3 separate regions of the Gossypium hirsutum genome follow, and regions 1 and 3 are each linked to region 2. Evidence: chromatin contacts called from public Hi-C data. All regions are on one chromosome and are shown on one strand. Each heading gives the region's core, a stretch centred on a gene start, on an enhancer-like site or on the middle of the called end of the contact. The rest is flanking DNA. Distances are from core to core; before and after follow the strand shown. Region 1 holds the start of LOC107908291 (probable ascorbate-specific transmembrane electron transporter 1). Region 2 holds the start of LOC107909965 (THO complex subunit 2). Region 3 has its middle 31 kb from the start of LOC107887263.

The links. Hi-C and Micro-C count contacts between places; a contact is called where the count stands out from the background.
Region 1: a Hi-C map of leaf shows a contact between it and region 2, with 4 times the contacts expected there. The contact joins the promoter of LOC107908291 here to the promoter of LOC107909965 in region 2. A contact is called at or near these places in 4 of 34 Hi-C or Micro-C datasets (all in leaf).
Region 3: a Hi-C map of leaf shows a contact between it and region 2, with 1.7 times the contacts expected there. The contact joins the enhancer-like site here to the promoter of LOC107909965 in region 2. A contact is called at or near these places in 12 of 34 Hi-C or Micro-C datasets (anther, callus, leaf and 1 more).

Annotation. Positions count from the first base shown.
Region 1 is chrD02:50,125,765-50,128,464 of Gossypium_hirsutum_v2.1, reverse strand. LOC107908291 (probable ascorbate-specific transmembrane electron transporter 1) reads left to right here and starts at 1,422. Exons shown (of 4, transcript XM_016835509.2): 1 at 1,422-1,594; 2 at 1,756-1,804; 3 at 2,029-2,234; 4 at 2,312-2,700. The coding sequence starts at 1,436. The coding sequence ends at 2,569.
Region 2 is chrD02:49,759,691-49,762,390 of Gossypium_hirsutum_v2.1, reverse strand. LOC107909965 (THO complex subunit 2) reads left to right here and starts at 1,378. Exons shown (of 34, transcript XM_041089366.1): 1 at 1,378-1,837; 2 at 1,927-2,052. The coding sequence starts at 1,703.
Region 3 is chrD02:50,047,186-50,049,972 of Gossypium_hirsutum_v2.1, reverse strand. It overlaps the pseudogene LOC107909963. Among protein-coding and RNA genes, the nearest start is that of LOC107887263, 31 kb to the right of the region's middle. Within about 2 kb of position 1,277, at least 4 of the 9 cell types and tissues checked have an H3K27ac peak or open chromatin away from gene starts, as enhancers often do. A contact at or near this core is called in leaf, where this site is marked.

The sequences.
Region 1 (2,700 bases), core at 173-2,672, 370 kb before region 2:
GTGAGTATAGGGTTTGGTTTGCTGCAATGCAATGAATGAGGTTAGCAAACATTATTGCACAAGTGTTTTGTAGACCTAGGAAACTTTGTCAAAAGTTTCAATCCAACCATTTCCAAATCTGGTTCAAATTCAAGTGAAAAAAAAAAACCATGCTTTTGTGCTTTAGTTTTCAGTGCTTAATTATCCGTTGAACATATTGGCTGGAACTTCTTCGAGGCATTGTAACTTTGCAGACCCCGTTTTAGATATGATAATTTAAGATACAACCCAGATTTGATTTGCTACGGACAAATGAGCAATGAGAAGGAATATTAAGTGAAACTTTAGAATGACCCATTTTATGTGGGTTGGGGTTCACTTTGAGGCCTATGTCAAAATGGTTATTGGCTGGCAACAAGTATTACTAACGGCATTTTTTAGTCCTAATATAGATCCAAAATGGCTAAGAGCTTAGCATCAATCTTCTAGAGCCAGGCCTAGTTTGGCAATCACAACTTCCTGGGCTGCTGGGAGTTCGAGACTCAGGTTTTAAGCTTAGGTCGTGATATGGATCAATACAAGTTGATCAAGTTCTTGGTTATAAAAAAGAAGATGAAACATGTTTGACCCGTAATAACTTTTATACATATATTATTATAAAATAACATATATTACTCTATATAAATATAACTAGTCATTTTAAATGACTATAACTATAAAAAAAAAAACTCAATTAGCATTGCAACAACGTGCAGAATGTGAGTTTGATCTCACTTAAGATTTAAGGGTTTGGGAGGATTTATAGGTAAAAGAAAGCTTGTATAAAAAGAAAGATAGGTAATGAAAACTGGTATTATTATAATTATATATAAAAATTACAATATATGAGAAATAATCATATTACACCCTCATTAAAATTACATAAAAGAGTTATTTAAATATATTAGCAAAAAGTAAATACTAAGTAGTACAGTTATTATTACTTTTACATAAAAACTAGATATTATGGAATTATTTACAAACTTAAATTAATGTATTTTATTTTAATTTAAAATGCAAGAAATATTTGAAGAGTTTAGCTAATCGCACAAGTTGAGTTTTAGAAATGGACGAACTAAATCATTAGTAAAATTTATGATATGAACACCTTTGGCTTTTCTTATGGCTCCAAACGCTGCCTATTCTCCGCAATAACCCCAAACCACAAACAAACAATCGAATGCAAGCCTTACTAAGTTCTCTGCATGATTGGTAATTGAAACCATTAAGTCTCATACATACTTTAATTAGCCCCAATATTGTTCATGTTATTGGAGTTGTCACCATTGAATCAGCCGGCTGGACGGTTTGGTAGTATCTTCCCCAATCAAACCAAAAGCTCTCTTTGTTAATGGCTCAAATGATTTTATATAACACTACTGACTACTGAGTTCTCCATCTAGGTTCTGCAGATGCAATGGCGCCTAAGAGCAGAAGCTACCAAATTTCTGCAACCCCTGTTATAGTATTTGGACATTTGTTGTTTATAGCAGTGACAACCCTTGTGCTAGTTTGGCTTCTCAAGTTCCGGGAAGGCCTTGCTTTTGAATCTGCTAATAAGTTCAAGATTTTCAATGTGAGTTCATTTGCGTTGAGAATCCCTTCTCTTTCTTCAGAAACTGTTTCATATCTTTGTTTCTATATGATCTGTGGAGGACCTATTGTTCTTGCATGGATCAGTTTGCTTCTATGCCTACATTTTAATCTCTTTCAGCTCCCCCCCCCTCTCATTTGCAGCTTCATCCACTTCTAATGGTGATTGGATTCATATTAATGGCTGGAGAAGGTAAGTAGTAATTGTCAGTGGCTTTTCATGTATATTAACATAATTAATTCAAACATTATGTCTATGTTGCTCTACTCTTTCATTTTCTTGAATGTCTAATGCTCCGTACGATATATTTCCAGATTATATATTAGAGTATCATTGAATGAATTTTATTGAAATAAGGAAATCTGATTGAAAAGTGATGTGCATTATTGTTATGACTGAACATATATATAAAACAGCAATCATGGCATACAAGTCAACCCCAAGTAGAAGAGACATACAAGTGCAAAAGGCAGTCCACCTAACATTGCAAACCATTGCTCTTGGTTGTGGGATCTTTGGGATTGTTGTAATCTTCAAATTCCATAATGAGACCAACATGCCTGACATGGTTACCTTACATTCTTGGCTAGGCATGATTACCATATGCTTATTTGGTTTACAGGTACCTAAAATTTTAATCAATTTCTTTCTAATTCAGTTAGGAATTTAAAACAAAAACATCCCTATCTGGTATTGCAGTATTTGCTAGGATTCTTCTCGTATGTGTTCCCAGGTGCAGAATCATATTCAAGAGCAGCCTATCTGCCATGGCACACTTTTGGTGGCTTACTTATCTTCTTCTTAGCAATATGCACAGCTGAGATGGGGTTGCTTCAAAAGTTCCTTTCGTTATTCCTAATTCGCTCCCAAGAAGCTCTCATTGTCAACTTTATAGGATTGTTGCTTTTCCTATTTGCAGTTGCTGTTGCCCTCACTGTGGTTCTCCCCAGATATTAGTCATGGTTCTTTACTTTCAAATTATTGGACAATTTTATGAAGAAAATTCATGAAAATTCATTATTGCCGGGACTCAAAACTTTTTCCATTTTCTTTCTTCCTTTGTCATACCTAATAATCATTTTTGGATT
Region 2 (2,700 bases), core at 129-2,628:
TCCATACAATCCCAGACAACAATATTCATTCATAGTCATAGAGTCCGACCAAATTCAGTAAATAACACAAACAACACATCAAACAAAACAACCCAGAATACCACCCAAATAATGGAGTACAGAAACTCACCTGCTATCTTTTGTCCTCACCAGCTTAGCTTTTTCAAACGCCATACCTCATTCGTCTTGGAAGCTAAGCACGACAACCCATATGCCAATTAAACCGGCGATATTCAAACTTAAAAATCCAGAATCCAGTATCAATCAAAAGTTTTCTCAAAGATTTCAAAATTCCTTACTTCTCTATTTTCTCAAATTCACAAATACAAAAAGATTAAGAAGCTTACCAGCTCACCGGATTATCTACTTTTCGGGCTTAAACCTCACGATCACTGCCTCATGCAGAGCTTTCCTCAACTTTCTCTTCTTCGGAGCAACCAAAGAAGACAATGCAGAAGAGAAGAAAATAAAACAAAAATGAGAAGAATTCTACCTGTAAATATATATGGCCTCTTTCCACGCATGGTCACCAAAGCCCCAAATAACCATCCATCAATAATCATTATGCCTCCCACTAAGGAACCAGCTGGTTCCAACTTAACTAAACTAAAATTGAGATCTAACTATTTACCATTTAGCCACTAGAATTTCCAGATTTTTCAGTAGAGTCCAGCGAACCTACAAATTCTTTCAATTAACTCCCAATCTTTCTTGATTTTAAGACTTAATTAAAACTGGGTGTGACATGTGGACTGTTGGAAGATAAGTATTTACGTTTTGTCCCAATCTAACACCCTTAATCTAAGGGATTTGGCACGATCAATTGGATCCAATCCTTAAGATATATTTCTCCAAATGAATTGATCTTCATTGACGGGCTCGAATAATTCCATAATATTAGCATAACCCAAATATTTTGTTATAATAAATTGTCAACTCCAAATATAGCAAGTAGTAATCTATCGTAGTGGTGATAAAAATGAGCACTTTCATTTATACATAGCAACCACTTAAAATACTTACCTTAACATTGAGGAATGTATTCTATAAATGGTGTTACACAAAACATTACAAGATTTTAAATTAGTGTAACGAGGTTATGTAATAGCACAAACATTAACAGTAATAATTAAAGTAAAAAGGTAGCTTATTGTATAATCACTCAAAATATTACGTAAGTTTTACGAAATTGTGTAACTTGATAATGTGTTTTACACAAAATATTACTATATCTGATGTAATAAGGTAATATTTTGTGTAATAAAAACCTTGAAATTTTAAACCGGATTATGGCCTGACCCGGCCATAAACTCTGAGTTGAGACTTACAGCTCAATATGATGTGTATGGTTTAAGCAGGGTTTGGATCGAGCCGGGCTATGGTGATGCAGCCCAAACAATAAGAAGTCCTAAACCGGACGAATCATTATCATCTCGGAAATCCATTCCTCAAAACCATAACACACAGATCAATCATATTCTTCATTCATATCACGGAAACCCTAAGAAGACCCTCTCGTTTTTATTTTGGTTTCTCATCATTCACATCCCCCATGAAAAGCCCATTTAATTACCTTCCAGCCACTCCCGTATCCCTCCTCTTTCTCTCTGCGATCTCAAACCCCAACCCTTTCCTTTAATCTCTAGGGTTTGTGGAAAACAAAAATTAAAAATAAAGGAAAAGAACACAAAAAAGAACAGAAATGTCTCTCCCTCCTATAGAGTGTATATACGTGACAGAGGAAATCATTCGCGAGAGCAAAAATGGAAACTCTAACTTCTCATTCTCTTCACCTGTTCCCATGCTTCGCTTTCTCTACGAGCTCTCCTGGGCCATGGTATTTGCTTTTCTTTTTTGGGGTCAGTTTGTTAAATTTTTATGTGTGTATATTCTTTTAGTTGAGAATTTGTTACTGCCGTTTGATAGGTGCGCGGGGAATTGCCATTCCAGAAGTGTAAAGCGGTCTTGGATGCCGTAGAGTTTACAGAGAGAGTGTCGGAGGATGAGTTTGCCTCCTGCTTTGCTGATATCGTCACGCAAATGGCTCAAGACGTGAGTTTTTCTTTTTGCCGAAGATAAATTGAAGCATTTTTAATAAGTAGGTAGAAATAGGGAAAAAATTGAAGGTGGAGACTTGCTTTTGTTTTAGTTAGCAAATGCAACTAAGGAGTTTTTCTATCCAACTTGGATCATTGTTGAATCCACTCTTCATTGTTTCTAAGCATATTTAGAATGGCGGGTCAGTTATATTGTAATTCTAAAGCTTGAGTCCTTAATTTTGTTTAGTTGAGGATTAAACATGGGTGAATTCAAGTTTACTCAAGAAATGCTCCTGGATAGAGAAAAAGTGTTAGTATGATTCATTAAGCAGACCCCACAAAAGGAAAACTTTATGCTCTTCTTTAATTTCTGTGCTAAGGTTTTATAGGTCACAACAATGCTTTTCCTTGCTATTGCCTATGGTTTTGCTACTGTCACATTTTCGCTAAAGTGGTATCTATTTTTCAACTTATCTTGTTAGGCCAACTCTAATCCTAATTGAAAATTCTTAGAATATAAGGGTCTATCTGTTTCATGGAAAACTGTTGTTAGAAAATATAGAGAACCCCTTGATGAATCTACCTGTCTACGATGTATCTATTCCTTTCTTATTATGTACCTTCTTTTGACTATTGCACTATGCATTATTTAGTAACTGCA
Region 3 (2,787 bases), core at 28-2,527, 290 kb before region 2:
GAAATATTCCATTATATAGTTTCAATTCTTTGGTAAGTTTCAAATTTTTGAAATTTGAGATTTTTTTTTAATTTATAATACAAAGTACCCTAGTTTTTTTTATTCTAAACCCATCATTTCTTTCTTGTAACTCTATTTACTAGATTGATTAGGTTTTTGAGTAACTTTCAATTTTGGAAAATTTTATAATACGAAGTGCTCTTTTTCTTCTCCAAATCCACTATTTCTTTTATCGAATTTCAAGTCAAGATTTTACTTTCAGCTATAAATAAAAAATATATATATTATTTTTAATAATTTATGAAGAGTGGAGCTAGTGTTGATTTGCATGAAAAAGGAGAAAAAAAAGGTAAAGAAAGATGAAAATAAAGAATGTGTAAAACAACAAAGCAAATGAAAAAATGAGTAGGATGAAAATGAATGTGTATTTAATGTTTTTTTTGTGAAAGTTCAAAGACTAATTTTTGATGAGATTGGATATAAAAATTAGCCGCAAAATTCTTGGCTTTTCTTTGTTGCAATTGATTTTTTTATATGATTTTATAATTTATTTTAAGACTTTTTTAACAATTATTGTTAAGAAAAATTTAAAATATCAAAATAAATTTTTAATTATAGTATTAACTATTAACCTTTTGAATTAAGGAGCAACGTTACTTTTCTTAATGGAGGTTAACAGTCTAGTGATAAAAATGCAACAATTTAATACCATTAGCGACTATTACGCAACTTTTGAAAGTTGATGACTAAAATATAAATTTAAACAAAGCTTAAGAACAATTCTTATGAATTACCCTCTTTTTAATATAAATTGACTTCTAAGCTAATATTTAATATCCAAACCAAAACACGGAAAAACTTGAATTATATAATGTTAATATTTAAAAAACCCAATTAGTTAGCCATTGAGATTTTTATTTGAATTTCAAAATTAAGTGATAATGTATAAATATATTATTTATGAAATTCATGAATGCCTATTTAGCAGTAATTTTAAAAATGGTAAGGAATTTATGAGTGTTAATAAATTTGTAAATATATAGTACATTGAAATCCAATTAATTTTTTCATAATATAACAAATGGAATCCCGAACACAAAATAAAAGTATTGTGAAATTTAGAACCAAATTAAAATTGGAGGACCTACTATGAAATTAATCCCGAAAGATTACATGTTTTTAGGGAAAATGATGCCTGTGGGGCTTCAGTAGCAGCAAGCCCACATGGCCGACATCCACATCGAGTGGGAGGGGTAAGAATTGTTAAGATGAGATAAAAGATAAAACGTAAAAGTGTGAATACAAGAATGATGAAATATTGTGGTTTTGGTCCCCATCCCATCTCCAACTTATTCCATCAACATCTTCTATTTCTTTCTTTCAAATTTCTACCAACTTCTTTTTCTCTACCAATTACTAACACAAAACTCATAAATTTTGAATTATGATACACAGTGGCAACAACGTATCTGCAAAAATCTTAAAAAGTCGATTTAGTTTTACTTTGAAAAGCAAAGAAGAAAGTGGGAAAACAATATACATAAATAAAATGTGCATTAAACAGAAGAAAAAGGAAGAACAGATCAAAGCAGAGCCAAGGGAGAAAAAAACACACCTTTCTACTTTATTTCTTTAGATATATATTATTCAAGGTACTATAATGTACAGGCAAAACACTGTTCCCTTTCAAAATGACCCCCGCATTTCTTTCTCCAAACATCTTTCTCTTTCTTTTTTCTTTATTTGTGGTCTTTACTTTTTGTGCTCTGCTGCGAGATTTGTTGCTGGTCAATTTGCAGGATTTGATTTTAATGTAGAAAAAATAAACAGTGAAGGTGCTCTTCTCAATTTGCCTTTGTTGCTTTAAACTAAGACACCACTTTCATGCTTGGAAGTTAACATGATTAGTGTTGTTCCTCTGTGAAATCCCATTTTTTATTAAATATAGCAAGAGAAAAAAGAAAACCTCATTTTTCTATTGAGGGAGATAATGAGATATTTTTGGAGTTTGAGCTGTTTTACATCTTTTGAAACTCATGCTTGTCTCTGAGAATTGATAACTTGCCTTGTATGGTGAGTCCGTGTTTGCTTGTGTTTTTTAGCTTAGATATGAAGTGGGTATCAAAGAAAGAAGAAGAAAAACAAGTTGAGATGGTATTGTGCATTTGGTAATGGTTCTTAAATTGCAGCAAAGCCATCACCACCAATCAGTGGCTGTCAAAGGGAATGAACAAATGGGGACCAAAAGAGGATACACATTTATTCAGTCTAACAGGGATTGGTTACCAAAACTTATTTTGCTTTGGGTAATGGTGATGGGTTTTATCAGCACTTGGATCTACAAAAAAATGGATGCGGACAACAACGTGAGGAGGGAAGAAGTACTAAGTAGCATGTGTGACCAAAGGGCGAGGATGTTGCAGGATCAGTTCAGTGTTAGTGTTAACCATGTTCATGCCTTAGCCCTTCTTGTCGCCACTTTCCATTACTACAAGAATCCATCTGCTATCGATCAGGTTTGTAAAATTTAGTTTTGGTCTTGAAAATCCTGAATGACATATGAGTTGGTTGTGGCTTATTTTGCAAGAAATGCAGGAGACCTTTGCGGAGTACACTGCTAGAGCTGCTTTCGAGAGGCCATTGCTTAGTGGGGTGGCCTATGCAGAAAGAGTGGTACATTCTGGGAGGGAGAAATTTGAGAAGCAACATGGCTGGACAATAAAGGCAATGCAGAGAGAACCTTCTCGTCTCCGAGATGAATACGCTCCTCTGATATTCTCTCAAGAA